4 separate regions of the Mus musculus genome follow, and all the other regions are linked to region 4. Evidence: chromatin contacts called from public promoter capture Hi-C data. All regions are on one chromosome and are shown on one strand. The core of a region is the stretch at or near the end of the contact, and the rest is flanking DNA. Distances in the headings are between cores, read along the strand shown. Region 1 holds the start of Mrps15 (mitochondrial ribosomal protein S15). Region 2 overlaps Ago1 (argonaute RISC catalytic subunit 1). Region 3 holds the start of Ago4 (argonaute RISC catalytic subunit 4). Region 4 holds the start of Col8a2 (collagen, type VIII, alpha 2).

Evidence for each region. Promoter capture Hi-C pulls out the DNA fragments that hold promoters and counts their contacts. Capture Hi-C pulls out chosen DNA fragments and counts their contacts.
Region 1: a promoter capture Hi-C map of adipose tissue shows a contact between it and region 4. The contact joins the promoter of Mrps15 here to the promoter of Col8a2 in region 4. A contact is called at or near these places in 4 of 39 promoter capture datasets (the 3T3-L1 cell line, embryonic stem cells, erythroid cells and 1 more), 4 of 115 datasets of contacts at active chromatin or transcription factors (the SCID.adh cell line, embryonic hindbrain, embryonic stem cells and 1 more) and 3 of 9 other capture datasets (adipose tissue, liver and pancreatic islet).
Region 2: a contact with region 4 is called in a promoter capture Hi-C map of macrophages, with 5 read pairs. The contact joins the enhancer-like site here to the promoter of Col8a2 in region 4. A contact is called at or near these places in 2 of 39 promoter capture datasets (hippocampal neurons and macrophages), 1 of 15 datasets of contacts at CTCF or cohesin (the NIH/3T3 cell line), 3 of 484 Hi-C or Micro-C datasets (the G1E-ER4 cell line, bone marrow-derived macrophages and uterus) and 3 of 9 other capture datasets (adipose tissue, liver and pancreatic islet).
Region 3: a promoter capture Hi-C map of embryonic stem cells shows a contact between it and region 4. The contact joins the promoter of Ago4 here to the promoter of Col8a2 in region 4. A contact is called at or near these places in 3 of 39 promoter capture datasets (all in embryonic stem cells), 1 of 115 datasets of contacts at active chromatin or transcription factors (embryonic stem cells) and 1 of 9 other capture datasets (liver).

Annotation. Positions count from the first base shown.
Region 1 is chr4:126,045,569-126,048,380 of GRCm38.p6, reverse strand. Mrps15 (mitochondrial ribosomal protein S15) reads right to left here and starts at 1,453. Exons shown (of 8, transcript NM_025544.2): 1 at 1,182-1,453; 2 at 903-947. The coding sequence starts at 1,311.
Region 2 is chr4:126,436,775-126,439,595 of GRCm38.p6, reverse strand. Ago1 (argonaute RISC catalytic subunit 1) reads left to right here. Exons shown (of 19, transcript NM_153403.3): 19 at 1-2,821. The coding sequence ends at 93. Among named protein-coding and RNA genes, the nearest start is that of Ago3, 8.6 kb to the right of the region's middle. Within about 2 kb of position 1,560, at least 27 of the 459 cell types and tissues checked have an H3K27ac peak or open chromatin away from gene starts, as enhancers often do. A contact at or near this core is called in adipose tissue, bone marrow-derived macrophages and macrophages, where this site is marked.
Region 3 is chr4:126,532,137-126,534,900 of GRCm38.p6, reverse strand. It overlaps Ago4 (argonaute RISC catalytic subunit 4), which reads left to right and starts at 1,443. Exons shown (of 18, transcript NM_153177.3): 1 at 1,443-1,716. The coding sequence starts at 1,698.
Region 4 is chr4:126,285,474-126,288,393 of GRCm38.p6, reverse strand. Col8a2 (collagen, type VIII, alpha 2) reads right to left here and starts at 1,600. Exons shown (of 4, transcript NM_199473.2): 1 at 1,464-1,600.

The DNA.
Region 1 (2,812 bases), core at 204-2,703, 240 kb after region 4:
GGATCGGTTCTCCCGTGGACAGGAGTGAGTTTGGCTTCTCTTTAACTCCTCGATTCCCCAGCCTAGTCCATAGTCTAGTCTAGAAGTAGCACTTTAACAAAGCTTGCTGGTTGACCACATGAATGAAGTACAGGGTGAGAGGAAGTGCTGCTAGCTTTAAGGGAATGTCAATAGCCAGTTCGCATCACTAAAAGCTCGGCTTCTGTGTGTGCATTCCTACTATGTCACTGGAAGTGAGGTTGAAGCCTGTAGTCCAACCCAGTCCAGCGCAACCAAGATAATCTATCCTCTCAAGCCAGACTCTGTCCTGCCACTATGCAAAGGACACTAGAAGCAATAAAGACTATGATATCACAGTTTATTGTGCACGGGGTTAAGGGTGCTTTTCATACCGCTGCCATGATTGAATCCTATTAACTGTGTTCCAATGGATCCTTTGACACTCATTTCAGCGCTGGTTCACAAAAAAAGCAAACTTGCCTCAAATAGTATGTGTTTGTTAGAGGGCCCTAAGGCATGCTAACTTAGGATGGGAAACTTCATCCTTCCTCTCAGAATAGCAGATAAAAAGTGTTACATTCCTAGAATTGTAACTCTTGCTAGTGTTGCCAGCCACACACTCATTGGGTCCAGCCAAGCTGGACTGGGTTGGACCTCGGGCTTCGACCTCACTCTCATCTGACACAGTAGGGATGCACACAACGAGGCGGAGCTTTTGGTGATCTGTATTGTCAAATGAGTGAGTGCTTTCACGCGAAAGCTCTTACTTCTACCTTCTCGTGCACCCCTAAACAATGAATGTGGGGGGGTCTTGGCCTGTCCCTTTGCGCGCCACCTCTGTTCCCTTGTCCACCCCAAGCCTTCCAGGCGGCCTCAAGTCTCAACAACCCAAGTCCTCGTACCTGGTTTCTGGACGGCGGCGTATGCTCGCGCGGCGCGCAGTAGACCTACGCAGAATAGAAAGGGCTGAGACTCTGCCATACACAGCCCCTCATGTCCCTTCTCCCACGAACTGTAGGCACCTGCACCTAACTACCGCCTCACTTCCCTATCTCCCTCCTCATCACCCCTTCCCTAGCCATCACCCTCTTTCTCATCCTGTCACTGCCTTTCTCGGGTCTCCGGGTGCCTGGTCTCCTCCATCTTCGCCCAGTCCCTTGGGACCCAGCTCGGCGGCTCACTCGGAGGCTGCAGGCCACAGCGCGCAGAGAGCAGACTGGCGCTACTTCCGCCCCTCAGCGCAGGGACTGGGGCCCGTGTCACCGCCTGGGCACGAACAGAGCTCAGCGCACGCCACGCGGCCCGCAGCATGTTGACTCCCGACTCGACGGGGGGCCCGCACCGCCACTGCCCGCTCCGCGGTGGATCCAGGTTACATGGGCGCAGCCATGACGGTTCGGGCTCGACCAATCGAGGTGAGAGCGCGACAAGAGCTGCCGAGGGCTGAGCGAATGGATCGGTTCCGGATTGTCAGGGAGCTGGGGCGGAGCCCAGGAATTTGGCCTGGTGGGCGGGCCTGTTTCTACGCTTACAGGCCCGGAGCACTGTGTGAACGCTATAATGTCACCTATTGACCTTGCATCCGGCCTAATCACTTTCTAAATTCCTTATGTTCCTGACCTGGTCCTCAGTTCTCAACCTGTTGGTCAAGACACATGGGGGGTGAAGGTTGTTGAGCGACCTATTCATAGGGGTCACACATCAGATATCTTGCATATCAGATATTTATATCACAATTCATAATAGTAGCAAAATTGCAGTTATGAACTAGCAACGGAAATAATTTTATTAGAGGTCTTCACAACATGAAGAACTGTATTAAAGTATCTCTGCATTAGGAAGGTTGAGAACCATTGCCTGGGGCTGGAGAAATGGCTCAGCGGTTAAGAGCACTGACTGCTCTTCCTAAGGTCCTGAGTTCAAATCCCAGCAACCACATGGTGGCTCATAACCACCTGTAATGGGATCTGATGCCCTGTTCTGGAGTGTCTGAAGACAGCTACAGTGTACTTACATATAACAATAAATAAATCTAAAAAAAAAAAAAGACTCACAACCATCTGTTCAGCTACAGTGTACTCATATACATAAAATAAAATAAATCTTTAATTAAAAAAAAAAAAGAGAACCATTGTCTTAGGTCCTAGTTATTTTAGGGCTTCTGTGGGACTCTCCTTACCTTCTCCAGAGGCTAATATTCTTTCTTGGCCCTCCTCCAGACACCGGGGCCCTGTAAGAACCCTCAGGTTCTAGCCTTCTTTCGTTGGCTTGTATCTCAGTGACTAAGGATAGAGTTTTTGGTAGGGTACTGAGCCATTACTATGAGACCCTGTGGGCAAAGTCTACCTTTATGGGCTGCAGTGTTCTCAAAACATCAAATGAGATTGGTAGCAATGTCTTTTACATTGTTCAGCCTATAGACCGAAGCAGCTGTATACAAAACACATGTTTAAATAGTCAGTATTCGGTACTCAGCTGTGGTAAAACTGAAATGAGGGATGCAAGGGCAAATATAAAGGAAAAGTAGTGGGGAGGGTAAAGAGAGGGGCAAGGAAAGAACACACCATCCCAAGCCTGAGATCAGGGCCGGGGAAAGTAGACCCAAGACAGGCAAGGCTTTTGTGGAAAGGTCTCCATTAGCACAGGGAATAATCCTGACAAATGTGGTTACATGAAACTCAAATGACATTAGGCAACTGAAGATGTGGTTTGGTTAGCAGAGTCCCTGCCTAGAATGCACAGTCCTGGGTTGGATTCCCAGTGGTACGTAAAAACTGGGTGTAGTGGCATATGCCTGTGACCCCAGGACTTT
Region 2 (2,821 bases), core at 311-2,810, 150 kb before region 4:
ATATCAGGGCAAAGCAATGGGCGAGACCCCCAGGCCCTGGCCAAAGCTGTGCAGGTTCACCAGGATACTCTACGCACCATGTACTTCGCTTGAAGGCAGAACGCTGTTACCTCACTGGATAGAAGAAAGCTTTCCAAGCCCTGGGAGCTGTACCACCCAAATCCAGAGGAAGCAAGGCAGAGGGAGGTGGGGTCGGAAGGAGTATAGGAGGCCTTGTTTCTATCTACAGAGGGGGTATAAGGGTGGGAAGAGGACCAGCAAGACAGACTACCAGCCAGAAATCACTGATAGCAACCTCATTGTCCTCAACCCCTCTCCCCATCTTGTCATATCCGACCCCCTTGGACCAAAAGGGGCATCACTAGTACCCACCATACACACAGTTGTCTCATGTGACTCACAGTGCTAAAGACTCATGCTCAACAGCCTGCTAGGGTCAGCTCTGCAGCCCTGTGGTCAAATGCTGGTATGTTTGGGTTTGCTATTCTAGATGAGAAAGTGGGTGGGAAGAGGGCAGGAATTTTTAGGAGCCTTAATCAGAAAAGGTCTAGATTTGTTTAAGAAAAAGGAAAACAGACTCAGATCAATATTTTAGGATACTAGATGTTTTCATGGGTTCAGAATCCACTTTGTAGGAAGATTTTTAATGCTAATGGTTTGGGTTGCTCCTCCCCAGCTGCCATCCCCTCCCATCATTCCTCTCCACATTCTCTACCCCATGCACCTTTTCCCTGACAGACATCCAGCCCTCGTAACACTTAAGGCACTATGGCACTTAGCTCTGAGGTGACATGACCCTGTCTTCCTTCCGCCTGCTGGTGGGTAACCAGTGCCTTCCCGCAACGGTAATGCTGCAGAACTGCAACCTTTTGTACCTTTCTCTGTGGGGTGGGGTGTGGGTGGGAAAGGAGGGAGGGAGGGAGGGCAGAAATAGCCCAATGCCAGCGAGCCTCCAGCCAGAATGCCAGCTAATTTTCATTTGAAGGAATTGACTTCCATAATCATTGAGCTTTTAAAAAAAGGTCACAACCTCAAGATGGTTAAAATCCATTGACATTTGCACTTTCAGACGTGACAAGTCTCCGAGCTGCTGAGATGACTGGCCCTTGGCCTTTCCCCTTTAGCTTCCTCTTTTCCCTGGCCCCACCACCACCCTGCCAGATCTAGAGTTACTGTCATAGTATTTCTCATTCTTGGCTTTTTTACCCCTGATGGTAAAGTCTCGTTTCAATATTTCTTAACTGGGGTGTCTTACAGCAGAAGATCGTAAGGACTAAAATAAGAAAACAAAAAATCTAAAGGTTATTTTTATACCATAACTTGAGTCTATTGCCAAAATCTGGAAATTCCCTCCCATACCTGATGAGTCTGCATTCCAGAAACATGGAGCCGTAAGAGGGAACTGTGGAACTGACTTGTGTTCTGGCCTAGCTAAGTAGGGGGTGGTTGTCTCCCCAAGGTGGGGCTCAGCCTCTGTCCTTCCTCTGTGCAGACAAAGCCTTGTTCTCGAGACAGCCTCCCTCCAGGGCGCTGTCCTGCCCTCTTCCCTGTAAGTGCATCTTCCCCTTTTCTGGACTGGACTGTCCTTTGATCCCTGACTAACCGAGACTCTAGCACGTCCTCTGGACAGGCTGGGGAATTTTGCTGCTCCCATTTGCTTCTGTTTACACAAATGAAATTTTCCTGTTTCTCACTAGGGCATGTGAGTGGGTGGCATGGGCTTTTCTTTTTCTACCCCTCTCTTGAGGTTCTGGGGTTCAGCTAGCTGTCTTGCAGGACTGGAAAAGAAGTGGGTTCTAGCTTTGTCTTTGCTGACCTTGAAGCAAGGCCCCCTCTTTCCTTGACCATTCTTTTTTCTTCCTGCATTATTGCTTGGGATGGGAAATTTGAACCTCCGTGTACAGGTTCCCCTTCTGAGGAGCCTGAGCTTAGGATTGCCCTACTCTGGCGATGAAGCCATGATATGTTAGCTCTAGCCCAGGCTTAGAGGCCCGCTGGAGAAAGGAAGATCTGAACCCTGGCCTATGGAGTCAAAACCTTTCCCCAAGAGCCCATGTATAGACCCAGATTTGCTATGCAAATAGTCCAGATTCAGTTATGGCTGGCTACATTATTCAGTAACTTCCCAACAGGTAGCACAAATATTCCTTATGGAAAAAGCCCAGGACTGTTCAGTAGTTCCTCCTGTACTTTTCTGCTGGCTACAGTATGGAGTGCCCCATGGGCACAGGCCCAGCCGGAGAACAGAACGGAGGGCTCTGGGAAGAGGCAGCTCACTGGAGAGCCTACATTCCTTACACAAGTGCCTAAACAGAGTGATGCCAACACTCCATCTGCCCTGTCCATCGCCTTCATAGACAGTCTACTTCGTGTTCCATCACCCTTTGGGGAGGGAGCTCTTTGCAGACAGTGTGTTGTCAACTTGGGTACATTTGGGGGCTTGGATTAAGGGCACTACTCCAGGAGGGTCCAATCATTCACCAGCATTTGCAGATGCCCATAGGGAACAGGTGGCTGTCACAACTCCCAGCAACAAGATTTTGTTTTCTCCTTTTTCTTTGCCTCACTCTCTCCAGTTGGGTTTTAAGCTAGAATGAAAAGCAGTTTCGGTCCTTTGGTATTTATGTGCCATTCATGAAATAAAAGCAAGAGAATGCTGGGCACGATGGCCCATGTCTGTAATTCTGTTATCTCAGCACTAAGGCTGAAGCAGAAGATTTGCAAGTTCAGGGTCCACCTGGGCTACTCAGTGAATTCCAGGCCAGTGTGCACTATGTAGCAAGACCATGTCTCCATAAAAAAGACCAAGAAAAATGACTTG
Region 3 (2,764 bases), core at 194-2,693, 250 kb before region 4:
TGTATGTATGTGTATGTACTGTATGTGTGTGTATGTACAGTGAGCTCCAGTGATCTGCCTGTCTTTGTCTCCTCTGTCTCACTCTGCAGTCCTGGCTGTCCTAGAAGTCACTACATAAGTAAACCGAATTGGCTCTGAACTGCCTCAGTCTCCCTAGTGCTGAGATTAAAGGCTACACTGGGCTGGAGTCTCTTAAAACATGGATTGCCTTAAATTCTTTGGTAGCAAAGGCTGGCCTTGAACTCTCCAACTTCCTACTCAGGCTGTCAATGTTATAAAGTACCTTTACCCACTGAGCCATCTTCCTTATAAGAAAAAGAAGTTGGGGGCTGTAGAGATGGCTTTAGTGGTTAAGGGTACCTCATACTCTTGCAGAGGCCCCAGGTTTGATTCTCAGCCCCTACACAGCTTACATTATCTGTAATCCTGTTTCGAGGGGATTCGATTTGGTCTTCTGGTCTCCGGAGGCACCAGGCACAAACACATGCATGCAGGCAAAAAATACTCATACACATAAATTAATTAAAACCAACCAAACAAAAAGGAGCGGTTTGAATAGAAGTTACCATGGGAAGACCGTGTGATAGCACAAGAAGATAGATTTCTACAACCGAAGGAGAAAAATCACACCCCCTGCCCCAACTCGCCTTGATTTTATTAGACTGTCGGTGTGCAAAACTGAGAGAAAACGCATTTCTATTGCACTAAGCTGAGGTACCCAATGGTGGGCCCCAGCAAACTAGAATGAGAGTGTTGTGCCTTTTTAACTAATAGACTGCCGTTGCCCGTTTAGTTGACCAGACAGCCTATGGTCCTGTCTTAACTGGAAGTCCTGAATGGAAACTTTAAGGACACTTGACTCGCTGAGCTACCTGCTGCCTTGGTGACATGTTGACCAGTCTTGGGACCCAGAACAGAACCTGCTTTCCCTGCACAGGGAAGGAAGGTGACTGGATATGTGGTGTCCGGGGTGAGGGTGGGGGTGGAGTAGGAGGAATGACTGAAGGTGACTGAAGGACCGATTGTGCCTGAAGTGTCCAGGGGTCATCTCTGGTGGTGGTGGAGCGATGGAGGACAGGTTCCTAAGGTGAGTCTCAGGACGAAGTGGAGGGCTGCTGCCTGTGGGTCATCAAGGACTGGAATCCAGCTCTTTCGATGGCGACTTGGAGGAAGGTTGCCAGAATGGGGACCGGCGGAGCGGCGTGCGGGACCGCAGGCGAGCGGGCCCGCTGGTGGAAGGGCGGGCGGGCGCGCGCCTGACGCGTCCTCTGGGCTCGGCCCCCCGGGCGCGCGCCCGTCCCTGCCGCACCCCGCCCCCTGCCTCGGTCAGGCTCGCTGGACCCCGCGCGTGCGGGGCCGCGCACGCCCCCTTCGCTAGCCGGGACCCGGGACCGCAGGCGCCTGGCGCCCCCGCCCCGCCCGGCGGGCGCGCGCCGCCTCCCGCTCCCGTTCCAGCTGGCGGCGGCGGCGGCAGCGGCCGGGATTGTTTTTGTTGTCGCTGAGGCCGGAAGAGCCGTGACAGAGTCGGGTCCCTGTCCCCGGACTGGGCGCCGCCGCCGCCCCCTGCCCGCCCCCGGCCCGCGTCTTCGCGGCGCCGCTTCAGCGCCAATATTCCAGAGAGCAAGCGTTACGCGGCTCCGGCGGGGCCCGGAGCGGGAGGCGCTGGGGACCGGAGCGAGGCGGCCCCCGTCGCCGCCATGGAGGCGCTGGGACCCGGTGAGGAGCGCGCTCGGACCAGGGTCAGACCTGGGGCTCGGGAGGGCAGACAGACCGGCGGAAGGGACTGTCGCTGCCCGACCGCCGCTCGCGGACCCGGCTGCCGGCTGCCAGGCCCCGGGAAGGAAGGGGTCCCATGCCCTCGTCCCTGGGGGGCGGGGACCACGCCCCAGCTGAAGACTCTAGGTCTATTCGGGACCCGTCTAAGGGAGGGAGGCTCAAGAGGTGACCCGAGTTCCCCGGGGTAGGGCAGACCTGTTCGGACCTTAGATCTCTGTCCACGGTCGCCGCGAGGCTAGTTGGGGCCTCAAATGGGACCGTGTGTCTGGGGCACGCCGAGGCCCGGCCCAAACCTGGAAGGCCTTCTACCTTCTGTCAAGGGTTTTCTTGGTGTGGGGCAGAATCCCTGTTTTCTTTTGCACTGGCATCTGGTTCCTCAGATGAGGAGGAGAGACCCACTCACTCATGTCCCTGAAAGCCAAAGGGAGAAATGTCCGTTCTTTTTCCAAAACTCTGAAGTTTGGTATCTGTCAGTTTGTCAGTCCCAGAGTGCTCTGGAATGACAATCCAATACTCTCCAGCAAGGGCATCAATGCCCTGCCTTCCCTTTTAATTGGGTTATCAGAGGCTGTTAAAATCAAACGAAAAAGTGTTTTTGAAACTGTGATTCTTTGCTGGTTATGGGTGGCCCCTGGTTCTCTCGCTCTCTGCTCCAACCCAAGGAAGCTTTCCAAACTCTCACGAATACTCTTCGTTTGGAGCCTTGTGCTCCTGTCTCAAGCCCTACAACAGGTTGCTAATGGCTTGGCTAAGTAGGGCAAGGTTTAGGGGCAGTGATGGAATTAGTTTTCATATTCAAACCTTGTCTACATAGTAGACTTAGTTGTATGTTTTTAAAATTCATAGAAAATTAGGTTTATTGTTTGCATTTGGAAATTTTGCAGGTTTGTTAACTTGGAACATATTTACATAACTGAGCGATTAAATCCTATCTTTATTTGCTGCTTAAGGTTTTCTTAAAAAGCCCACATAGTCAAATGTCATAAGC
Region 4 (2,920 bases), core at 351-2,850:
TATCTTTTCCCTCCCTCTTGCTAAAAGACGCATTCCCTTCCCTCCTTTCTTTCCCTTCCTCTGGGCCAAAGTGGAACCGCTCATGTGCACAGGGGTAGACGAAGTGAAACCGGAGAGACCCCAGTGAGCATGTAGAGTGTGAACCGGTGCGTGTGTACAACTATCCTGTGGAAGTATGTCTGGCTGGACCACATGGGGGCTTGCTGTGTGTCTGTTGGAGACCGCGTGTGCACATGCGTGTCATTGCTTTAGCGTTTGTGGTAAGAGTGTGGTCCTGTGTGTCTAATGAGTCTTTCCTCAGTGTGTGATTATATGTGAGTCTCAGTGGGAGGGAGCGCGGCTGTATGTGACTTATCTTTTTAGAGGGCTCTGTGTATCCATGTCTCCATCTGTATTCATCAGATCAAGGGGAGGCCAGACTCCCCACCAAGACCACCAGCTCTCTTTGTGACCCCCCCCCCCCACACACACACACTCCTCCCCGGCGGGGGTGGATCCCTTTGCTCAGGCCAGTGAGGATCCGCTATCCCTACTGAGAGACCCTATCTGCACACCCTCCAGCATCTCTGTCCTCCCCGCCCCCAGCTTCCATGGCAGGCAAGTGAAGGAAGACTTCTGGGCTGGCAGGGTACCCTGAAAGGTCAGATGCATTTCTGTGTGAGGAGTCTAGGCTGTTCTCCCGGACAAAGTGTTTCTAGCAGATATGCGCGAGTGTACACACACACACACACACACACACACACACACACACACACTCCAAGCAAACTCAGATCCCTCCCTCCTGGGTGCAACTCCAGAGGTCTTCTGGCTGATAGCTGTTCTCTATCTCAGAGCCTCCTGGGCTCAGTGTGGGGGAGACACCGGAAAGCTATTCCAAGGACCTGGGACCCCAGCCACTTTTGGTCAGACACAACCTCCTCAGTCCCTACAAGTCTCAATGGGCGTGGGGGTGCAGAGCCTCTGGCAGAAACATTCCTCAGAGCCTGTCTTCAGTGTCGGTAGATGTTGCCAGGTTACTCCAAATAGAAAGAACTTGGGGGTAGAGACAGAAAACCAAGTAACTTGGAGGTCGCAGGAGAATCAGAAATGGCAGAAAGATGGGGAGAGAAGGTAAGGTAGACGTTGATGCTCCCTTCACCTCCCCTTCTCTCCTCAACCTCACCTCGAAGGCAATTTTGCTATTCCCGTTTTTTTACAGGTGAAGCGAAGTAACATACCCGGAGCCACTGTCCAGTGTTGGAGAGGGAGGAAAGGGAGGAAACAGGGAGCTCTATCTTCGTTACGTCCAGGGGACGGGTGAGCACCCCCTCATCCTCCGGCCACCCCCCAGCGCTAGTCGCCTCCAGGTCCTGTCCTCGCACTGGGGCCTGAGGCACAGCGCCCCGTCGGGGCTGGACACCTGGCTGCATCCGGCCCTCGGGGCCCCCACCAGCCCAAAACCCCGCAATGCTGCCCGCCTTTACCTGCAGGGCGGCCTCCGGGCGGCGCTCCGGCGCTCGAGGGCGACCCGGATGGCGCAGGCTCGGGGCCAGGGCGTCGTCGGGGTCCGCACCGCCAGAACTCCGCGTCGCTCTGCCCGCTGCCCCGCTGCCCCGCGCCCCGGCCGAGTGGGCGGGCGGCGGGAGGGGCGCGGTGGGGCGGGGCCTCCGCCTTGCTCTTTCCACAGCCACAGCCAAGGGTGCGCGCCCCGCCCGTCCGCAGCGCAGCGGGCTAGCAGCCTCTGAGCTCCGCGGACCCCTGCCCTAGACGGCTGCAGGAGACAACGGCGCTGCAAAGAGGGTGGGGCGCACGGAGTGGTCCATGGGGCACTATTCATAAGGAATCCACATAAGACTCAAGACTCCCCCGACACGGTGACCTAGGTTGAGCTAGGAGGACTCAGCGGGAAGGAAAGGAGGTCTTGAGGGTCTGGTGAGCTGAGCTGGTGTAGTGAACACAGGCAGGCAAGGGCCTTACTGAAGTTGGTTAGATGTTACCTTCAGGGAAATGGGGAGCCATGGAGATCTCTGGAGTGACCAGATCTGTACTTTGAAAGAGCCAGGTCGCTGCTGCACAGGTAACAGAGAGGGCCACGGGGAGTCCTGGGATGGTCCAAACATTTAGACATGCATTTTGGAAGGAAGGTCATCCCAGAGAGGAGCTGCAGCAATGAAATGGACAGGATTTGGGGGCTGGGGAGAGGCGTCTTAAAAGAGGGGAGGGAGAGACACATGCCTTTCATCCCTTTCATCCCAGCACTCAGGAGGCAGAGGCAGGCAGATCTCTGAGTTCTAAGCCAGCTATGGTCTATATTAGTGAGTTCTAGGAAAGCCAAGACTACATAGATCTTGTGTGCTGGCTAGTTTTATGTCAACTTGACACAAACTAGAGTTATGTGACAGGAGGGAACCTCAATTGAAAAAAAATGCCTCCATAAAATCCAACTGCAAGGCATTTTCTTAGTTAGTGATTCGTGATGGAGGACCCAACCCATTTTTGGTGGAGACCATCCCTGGGCTGGTGGTCTTGAGTTCTATATGAAAGCAGGCAGAAACCAGTGGTGGTGGTACCAGCAGCGGCAGCTGCACTGGCACATGCCTTTAATCTCAGCACTAAGGAGGCTGGAGCAGGTAGATCTCTGTGAGTTCAAGGCCAGCCTGGTCCACAGAGTTCCAAGATAGACAGGATTACACAGAGAAACCCTGTCTAGTAAAACAAACATAAAAGGAGGAGGAGGAGGAGGAGGAGGAGGAGGAGAAGAAGAAGAAGAAGAAGAAGAAGAAGAAGAAGAAGAAGAAGAAGAAGAAGAAGAAGAAGAAAAGAGAAGAGAAAAGAAAAGAAAAAGAAAGGAAGGAAGGAAGGAAGGAAGGAAGGAAGGAAGGAAGGAAGAAAGAAAGAAAGAAAGAAAGAAAGAAAGAAAGAAAGAAAGAAAGAAAGAAAG